Linked DNA regions of Mus musculus: regions 1 and 3 are each linked to region 2. The links are chromatin contacts, called in public HiChIP or PLAC-seq and promoter capture Hi-C maps. All regions are on one chromosome and are shown on one strand. The core of a region is the stretch at or near the end of the contact, and the rest is flanking DNA. Distances in the headings are between cores, read along the strand shown. Region 1 holds the start of Cck (cholecystokinin). Region 2 holds the start of Entpd3 (ectonucleoside triphosphate diphosphohydrolase 3). Region 3 overlaps Trak1 (trafficking protein, kinesin binding 1).

Region 1 (3,142 bases), core at 517-3,016, 960 kb before region 2:
CATTTCATGATAGTGAATAAATTTCACAAAAGCATATTAGGCTTCCTATAAATCTGTCCTCATTCCTCAATGGCCCTCCCATCTCCTGTCTTCCTAACCTGTCCTGGTCTCCCGTGTCTGCCCTAGGGACACCTCCATGTCACCACCAGACTCAGTGGAAATCCTTACTCCGCCCTTGGCTATTAGTGCAGATCTGAACTCAGTTCCTTGTACTTGCAGGCAAGCACTTCACTGGCTGAGCCGCCTCCCAGTTCCAGCTCCAGGCCCCCGGCTCCCAAAGGTGTTTATTTGTGTGGGTATTTATTTTGTCCAGTCTTGGTCACACCGCATCCTCAGGGGCTGGGCACAGTTCATAAATCTTGAGGCAAGCGATGGAGGGAAGGAGGCAGCTAAGCGTCCATATCTCAGCCACCGACCCAGGGAAGTCAGCGCCTGTGGATTCTGACCATATCGAACAGCCTTGTGCCCAGCTGCTTTATCCACAATTCCGGACATGCTCGATCTGTCACAGATACATTCCCACAACCTGAGCTGTCTTGTGCGGGAAATCACCCCACAGCATTTAATCTGTTGCTGTTTAAAACATGTTGCCTCTAGGTTGCAGACACCGCTAGAGCCACAACCATGAACCTAAACTCTTGGCATCACTTGCTGTTTCTCATAGTCCCCCTCAGCCGGAAGTCCCCAAACTGTGTGCCTTTTCTATTTAGAAAGAGTTTCTAACCCTTTCTCCATTCACCCTAGCTTGACAGGGTTGAGGGCATGGTTGCCCTGGCTGGTGGTGACCCCAAGTTACAAGCTAGCAGCAAGGAGGTTGCTGTGGGGCTTCCTCAGTATGTGTTCTGTGGAATGGGGTTAGAGGGATTCAGCAAATTCTAGCACCCTGGGCATAGATAATCACTTTGTTATGTGAGAACTGGGGGTTGCAGGATTGTGCGCACTACAGCAGAGAGAGCCCCCTCTCTCCTTCTTGCTTGGTAAGAGTCTTTTTCTCAGCCAAGATCCTCATCACCCAGCGAAATCCCATAACTTTAGAGGGACTAGACTGGAAAGGGTGATCTGAGCTCTTGGGAAGGTGCGAGCCCAGCCCGCATGGCTCAGCCAGCCAGAGCTTGGGAGTGCCTGAGACACTCTCTGGCGCCACTTCACGACCAAAAGCATCAGTAGATGATAGGCCCCTGGGAAGTCGTCGTGGAAAGAAATTACAAATCTTTTTCCCAGAGGCTTTTCGCAGAAAGGCAGGAGCTGCACCCGATCTTACAATTGTGTAAGAATAGAATCCAGGATGCCAACTGCAATTGAGTTCTGAAAAATTGGGAGCCCGATTTCCCTCTCTTACTTGTGAGAGCCCACTCAGGTCTGAGGTGGTCCCAGAGAACACACCAGGATTACATCTGCTGACACCCAGCCTGTGAGGGTCCCCCAGTTTCCTTGAAGGATTTGATCCCCAAAGCTCACTGAACTTGGTCAGCTTCTCCATTGCAGATAAACTCCTGTTTTTCACCGAGAGTGGAGGTGGCACCCTCCCTGAGGTGGACTCTGCACAGGCGCCGAACAGGTGGGAAGGAAGCTCTTTAGATAAAGAGTAAGACCCATGCAAAGTGCCCCCCTGGGAGGGGCTATCCTCATTCACTGGGACGCTTCCCTTCTCTCCGGAGGGCCACATCAATCGGTGGTCCCTCCAGTGGCTGCCTCTGAGCACGTGTCCTGCTGGACTGCGTCAGCACTGGGTAAACAGATGACTGGCTGCGAACCGGGAGGAGCTATTTAAGAGCAGTCACCCTCCCGCCTGCCCTCAACTTAGCTGGACTGCAGCCTTCTCCGCTGGAACTCGCCAAGCCAGCTGATTTCCCCATCCAAAGGTAAGTAGCTGGCTGATCCAACAATCTTGAGTGTGAAGAATATTGGCCTGCAGCTTTGCACCTCTTGCTGTTTAGTCTTTCCTTTTTCTGTGCCTTCCCTCCCTTGACAGCTAGAAAGATTTCCTGAAGTCAGAAATAGCCTTAAAATGCATCTGGGTGGGTACTGCTGCGGAGAGACTTGTTGTATGTTCTGTTTACAGCAAGGCTGGGAATAGCCACTCTTAGGGTTTCTCTGCTGTTCGGAGCACTTTGCAATCATTTAAAAGAAACTACCTAGAGGTTTAAAGATTTATGCCCATTTTCTAAATGCTGCATTAAAAAAATTTTAAGGCTTTGGGGAATAAAAACACATCATTATGATACAGCACCCATCTGCTCAGTTCTCAAGTGTAGCAGGGCTTTGGCCACATCTGAGGACTGGGCACAGATTTCTGGCTTTTGCTTTGTATAGTGACTTCCCGTAAAACGCAGAAGAATCTATATAAATACAGCTTCTTTTTATGGGCCCACACTTAAAACGGCGTTTCCCAGTGTCCTGACATTTTTAATGTAGTGAATAAATTTAATCTCTCACATTTCTCTCCAGAAGTATCCTCCCCGTGTTTGTCTGTCCGTTTGTCTTTCTGTGTCTCTCTCTGTCTCTCTGACTCTCTCTCTCTCTCTCTCTCTCTCTCTCTCTCTCTCTCTCACACACACACACACACACACACACACACACACACACACACACACGCTTCATTCTGCTTTTCTGGTTAGAAGAGAGATGAGCTACAAAGGCGTCCTGGAACTTCAGGAAAGCAAGAGGAAACGCTGCTTCTGATCAGGGCAGAAAAATCGGGACTCTGCGGGATTCCCAGGTCCCAGGTGTGGATAACACAAAAGCCAGGCAGAAATTATCGCGGTGGCCAGGGCGCATCTAGGAACTTCGCTTGGCTACGGTTGAGCCAGTCTGACCCGGCTGCAGCCCCCATGTTCAGCCTCAGCCGACTTCTGTGTGCGGGACTTTGGGCTGGAGCACGCTGAGGCCAGTCTTTGGTTCACTCTCCTCGCCTTTGCTTCCCATAGCCATGAAGAGCGGCGTATGTCTGTGCGTGGTGATGGCAGTCCTAGCTGCTGGCGCCCTGGCGCAGCCGGTAGTCCCTGCAGAAGCTACGGACCCCGTGGAGCAGCGGGCGCAAGAGGCGCCCCGAAGGCAGCTGCGGGCTGTGCTCCGGACGGACGGCGAGCCCCGAGCGCGCCTGGGCGCACTGCTAGCGCGATACATCCAGCAGGTCCGCAAA
Region 2 (2,802 bases), core at 303-2,802:
GTCAGGCAGCCAAGCTGGGCAGGTTTGAAAGTGTGTGGGAAAGATGGGGAGGGGGAAGGAAGGGAGGGAGAGACAGGACACACACACACACACACACACACACACACACACACACACACACACACGAGAGAGAGAGAGAGAGAGAGAGAGAGAGAGAGAGAGAGAGAGACAGAGACAGAGAGAGAGACAGAGAGAGACAGAGACAGAGACAGAGAGACAGAGAGAGAGACAGACAGAGACAGAGACAGAGAGACAGAGACAGATGAGAGACAAATGAGAGAGACAGATGAGAGGGAGAGGTGTTCCTGTGCAGCTTACCATAGTACTCAGGGCGACCCAACTCTATCAGGATTCATTCCCACGTCAACAACACATAACACAAACCTTACACATAGCTAGGTAAGGAAACCACAAGAGCCAAAATAATGGATTATACGAACAGGAAAAACCATTTAAGCCAAACATTCGTGTTAGCCCTTGTTTCCTGTGGCTTTGTGGAAAAGCATTACTTTTATCTGAAGAATGTCAAGGGTGAAACCCAGGTGAGCGAAGTCTTGGAACAACGATAAACAGCCATTCACAGGAGATATAGATGGAGAGCTACGAACCAAAGCTGGGATTCTCCCTGGGTCTGACAAAACCTAGCATCCAGTGAGCAACACTTACCTGCCTGTTCACATGGCTGGCGGGTCATCACGGTAAACATCTTCTCTCCGGGCTGCAGGGGTAAGAACACAGAAGGAGCGTGTGGCTAAACTTGCACGTATTGATATTGAACACAACGTCATCTAAATCGAAGCCTCTTTAGAAACAATGAGGTCAAACCAGAACGTCAGAGACCGATGGAAGCTGGAACTCCAAACCCAGTATCCCCTCCCCAAATGTAAAGCTGGAAGAATGGATTGGTTAAAACTTTAACTAGAGAGCAATTTTGAAAATAAAACCCCAAAAGCTTGTGTGAGCGCGCATGTGTTCTTTCTTTCTTTCTTTCTTTCTTTCTTTCTTTCTTTCTTTCTTTCTTTCTTTCTTTCTTTTTTTTTTTTCTCCTGTGGGCCGCACCTGTGACCAGCACCCGGGCAGAGCGAACCCCCTCTTAGTAATATTCACAAGGCTCGGGCTGGGTTATACTTCAAAGCGCACCAGCAAAGCCGGTTGGCATCGGTGTGTGCTGGTGGCTGCCAGCATGCAGTCACCCTTAAAGACCCGCGGGGTGTCTCCAGCTCCCTGAGCTGAACACCAGCAGACAGCTGTCAGGCCCTGGGGATCAGGGTGGGGACCTGGGAGTTGGCCCGTCCCCTGCATCTGCAGGTCTTGGGGTGCTTCGTGACGCGGTGTCCTGTCCCTGTCAGATGACAGTGCCCAGCTCCCCGGGTTTCAGCTCCTGCCTGCGGCCCTCTGCGGGAAGCTGTGCTGGTTCCTTCCCTCCCCGCTCCCAGCCCCCCACAGCCTGCTCCATCCCACTCCTGCGCGCGGGGCCAGACCTTACCTGGGCGCTGCTTTCGCTGCGGGTTGCTGAAAAGCGGAGGCGCCTCTGGGGTGCGGGAGTCCAGGAGGCGGAGCGAGGTGGCGTGGGTGGCGCAGCCTGCTAGGGACCGCCTCCCGCAAGCGCTGGGGCCAGGACCTCTTCACCTTCCCAGGCTCTTCTCTTTCACTTCACCCCAGCCTGTCCGGCATGAGGATGGAGGGGGAATCATTGCCACGTGGGGGGTAGCCAATCCTTTCAGGCCTTGTTTTAGTTACTTCCCTCGTTGCTGACAAAGTACCTGACAAAAGGGACCTAAAGAAGAAAAGGTGACTCACGGTTGTAGGTACTGTCCTAAAAACGTATCTTGGCAGGATCTTAGACTGCAGTCACATCCTGTCTGCATTCAGGTACCAGAGATCCCAGCCTAAAGCGCTGGTACCACCCTCGTTCAAGATGGGTCTTTCTGGCCCAGTTAACCCAGCCTAGACACCCAGTCTCAGACTTGCTCAGAAGTGTGTTTCCTAGGTGATGGCAGATGCTCTTAAGCTGACAGGGTTAGTTAGCTCAGTGTCCCACCAGGACCCAGTCAGAGAGCTTTCCACATCTTTATCTTCTAACTCCCTGCACAGTCCCCTGAACCCAAGGCAGAAGAGGATGTGATGTGACCTTGCCCCCAGTCCCAAGAGGCACCCCCTGGGTGGTAGTTTGAGTAAGTTTGGTTCCCACAAATTCATGTGTTTGAATGTTTGGCCACAGGGAGTGGCACTATTAGGAGGTGTGGCCTTGTTGGAGGAAGAATGTCACTGTGGAGGCAGGGCTTTGAGCTCTTATACGCTCAAATCACACCCACCGCGGAACACATCCAGTCTCCGGCTGCTTTAGGATCAAGATGTAGAACTTTTGGCTCCACGTCTGCCCACAGGCTGCGTGGTTCCCACCATGATGATAATGGACTGAACCTCTGGAACTCTAAGCCAGCCTCAGTTAAATGTTTTCCTTCATAAGAGTTGCCGTGGTCATATTGTCTCTTCACAGAAGTGAAACCCCAAGACACCTTGCCTGCCGGTCTTCTATCTGTCAAGACAACCTTTTTAAAAGAAAAGTTGTATTATTAAGCCTATATATTGTTTGTTATATATTATTACATATACTTATTATGTGATGTGGTGTGTGTGTGTGTATACCATGTGTGTGTGAGGACACCCACAGTGCTTCAGATCCTCTGGAACTGGAGTCACAGGCAATTGTGAGGCTCTGAGTCAGCGCAGGAAGGCTGAAAGGAGAATGGAGCCCAGTACCCTGTTTTGTGTGTTGTTTTGAGACAAGATTTGCCTATG
Region 3 (2,840 bases), core at 183-2,682, 860 kb before region 2:
GAAGAGGGGAGAGGACGAGGAGGCAAAGGGGGAGGAAGAAGAAGGGAAAGGAGGAGGAGACGGGGGGGGGGGGGGGAGAAGAGGAGGAGACAAAGGGGGAGGAAGAAGAGGTGGGAAGACAAGAAAAGGAGAGAGGGACCAATGCTGCAGACAGTTTAACTGCACAATTGACTAAGCTCTCAACGGGAATACCTTGAATAAGGCTCCTCATACTTAACCAGCATCCTGGTACCCTCCCCAGTAAGAGCTCTCTCGATACCGAGGCTCCTCAGTATGTGAGATCAGCTGTGTGTGTGTGTGGGGGGGGGGGGGGTGCAGGGCTGGAATGGAAGGGCACAGCAGACCGTGTGTTCCCACAACCAGCCAACACAGGGCCAGAGGCTGCCTGTACCTCTGTCAGGAGAGTTGAAGCTGACAGGACCTGATCCAAGGTACTCCCTACTGAAAGAGCATGGCAGTCCGGTCAAGGTGTCGGGGTGGGAACCCTCACAGAGGAAAGAATGATGTCCCAGAGGAGAGGTCACTGTCCTTACTACCCTCAGCACGAGCCTGCACATGCCACAGTCCTGGGTTAGGATGGGAAGAAGATCTAAACAATAGAGATGTGTCCACCTTCTTAGTAAATCTCAGGCAAGAACTCTGGTGCTGAAAGGAACGCCATGCCTGCCTGATCCTGCACATACTGGCTGGCTGGATTACTGCACACCGAAAGCAAAGGCTGGGGTGACATTCCAAAACCTGTTTGCTTCAGGGCCTGCTCTTTCCCAGATGACCTCTGAGGTGTGGTGGTCAGCAGATCTGGGTGTGACACAAAGAATTACTTCTTGGATCAATTGGTGTCAACCATAAAAGGCCGGGGAAGAAGGACCAACAGGAGCATGGTCACCCAAGAACAAACATGGTGACCTTGCTGCTTGGTGTGCGCTGAGTGTCACATGACTGGTCTACTGCACACAGGTCACCGTCAGACCACATGAGGCAGCTGGATGTCACAGAGCAGGAAGCGGTTTCAGGTAGTGCAGCACATACTCTGTGAGCCATGGAAATGAATTCTCTGAATGAATGAAGTGACTCTGGAAAGGTTGATGTAGAAGGAGGTCTGACTCAAAAAAAGCAGATGGGGAAGTGTTCCCTCTCATCAGCCAGGCAACTGAGGGCCAGGTTCAGGGGCAGAGCCTGGCTGTCCACCCAGGAGGGGGACTGGGGGGGAGTGTCAGTGGGGTCTTACCCCCAAACACGGTGGCCAGGATGTACCTACCCTGGTTTTACCCCTTCTGGTTTCTCACCTTAGGGAGCCCTGTATCCCCAACTCCACCAGCCACAGTGGGCACCGCCCTACACAATGCCCACAGTGGACCTAGAAGGGAAGCAGTGGACAATGTCTTCTCAGCCACCCACAGTGGCCTGGCACTGGTGATTCACTCTACTGAGTCATGTGTCTCCCGGGTTACAGATATGTAAACACATAGACAAAACCCAACCAGGGCAGGGATGAAGCACAGTGGAAACCTGCCTGCTGTGCAGACATGAAGATCTGGAGATCTATCCCTGGCATACACTAAAGAAGCCAGGTATGCTGGTGTGCCCCTCCGATCCCAACTCCGGTTCCTGGGGGCTCCTGACCAGCCAGTCAAGCTGAGTCATTGATCTCCAAGTCCACTGAGAGAGCCTGTCTTAAAATGTAAGGTGAGCCAGCATGGTGGAGAACACCTTTAATGCTAGCACTTTAGAGGCCAGTGAAGCTCTGCTTTCGAGGCCAGTCAGGGATAGATAGTGAGACCCTAGCTCAGAAACAACAACAAAACACCAACAAACATACATTGGTGATGTATAGAAGACAATGCCATCCTCTGGTCTCTACATATATATATATATATATATATATATATATATATATATACATATACATATATGAACACAGATATATAACACACACACAAGATACATAAATAAGTAGTAGGGCCAGGCACAGTGGTGCACACCTTCAATCCCCAGACTCAGAAGGCAGAGGCAGATGGATCTCTTTGAGTTCTAGGCCAGCCAGTGTTACATAGTGAAACCCTGTCTTGAGACATAAACAAATAAACAAGCAAACAAAAAATCCAGGACACCAGGCACAGAGCAGGCCCCTAGGTTGCTCTCTACACATCACCTGCACTTCTATCCCTCAAACAGCAATGCTGTGTTTTGCAGTTCAGAAAGCCCAAGGAAAACCAAATCTGCTGATGTAAGAGCTGCTTAACGAAGATCTTTCCAAAAAAAAAAGGTTCACAGTGCTGTAGCAACGCCCAGCATCTGCTCCCAGTGATGGGCAGAGGCAGGTTTTACAGTGTGTAGCCACTGCTGTGGGTGTGCAGCACCCAGGCATCTCTGCTCTCCACTGGTAACAAAGTTGCATGCCCTGCAGCTGACATCCAGCCTAGTCTTCCAGTCTGATCACAGAAGACAATGTTACATCTCTGTTGGAAGTTAAGGGAAATAACTAAATTCATAAAACTCTTAAATTCTCTTTACTGACCATTTGGGTGGGGTGTGTCACAGAACTTCACTTTAAATCTTTAATTTCAATTAGCAGATAGTTAAGTTCTTTTTCTTTTTAAAAGATTCTATGTATTTGTATGTATGAGGTGGATGCACATGTGAGTGCAGTGCTCCCAGAGTCCAGAAGAGGACATCACTCCTGTGGAGCACCTGTGAGCCTCCTGATGTGGCTGCTGAGGCCTGAACTCAGGTCCTCTGCAAGAGAAGTCAGTGTTGTAACTGCTGAGCCATCTCTCCAGCTCCAATTAACAGACATTAATAAAGAGCCACCCAGCTCTAAGCACAGAATCCACAGAAGG

Evidence for each region. Promoter capture Hi-C pulls out the DNA fragments that hold promoters and counts their contacts. HiChIP or PLAC-seq counts read pairs in DNA pulled down with a chosen protein or histone mark.
Region 1: a contact with region 2 is called in a promoter capture Hi-C map of stem cell-derived epiblast-like cells, with 4 times the contacts expected there. The contact joins the promoter of Cck here to the promoter of Entpd3 in region 2. A contact is called at or near these places in 3 of 39 promoter capture datasets (liver, second pharyngeal arch cranial neural crest and stem cell-derived epiblast-like cells).
Region 3: a contact with region 2 is called in a FOXA1 HiChIP or PLAC-seq map of pancreatic cancer cells. The contact joins the enhancer-like site here to the promoter of Entpd3 in region 2. A contact is called at or near these places in 3 of 39 promoter capture datasets (cranial neural crest, embryonic stem cells and pre-B cells), 2 of 115 datasets of contacts at active chromatin or transcription factors (embryonic basal ganglia and pancreatic cancer cells) and 2 of 9 other capture datasets (embryonic stem cells and liver).

What each region holds. Positions count from the first base shown.
Region 1 is chr9:121,494,318-121,497,459 of GRCm38.p6, reverse strand. Cck (cholecystokinin) reads left to right here and starts at 1,766. Exons shown (of 3, transcript NM_031161.4): 1 at 1,766-1,862; 2 at 2,928-3,142. The coding sequence starts at 2,930. The region is part of intron 1 of Gm38661 (a long non-coding RNA gene); the gene reads right to left.
Region 2 is chr9:120,538,568-120,541,369 of GRCm38.p6, reverse strand. Entpd3 (ectonucleoside triphosphate diphosphohydrolase 3) reads right to left here and starts at 1,552. Exons shown (of 11, transcript NM_178676.5): 1 at 1,487-1,552; 2 at 667-718. The coding sequence starts at 706.
Region 3 is chr9:121,394,588-121,397,427 of GRCm38.p6, reverse strand. All of the region lies in intron 2 of Trak1 (trafficking protein, kinesin binding 1), which reads right to left. Among named protein-coding and RNA genes, the nearest start is that of Trak1, 29 kb to the right of the region's middle. Within about 2 kb of position 1,432, at least 53 of the 459 cell types and tissues checked have an H3K27ac peak or open chromatin away from gene starts, as enhancers often do. A contact at or near this core is called in pancreatic cancer cells, where this site is marked.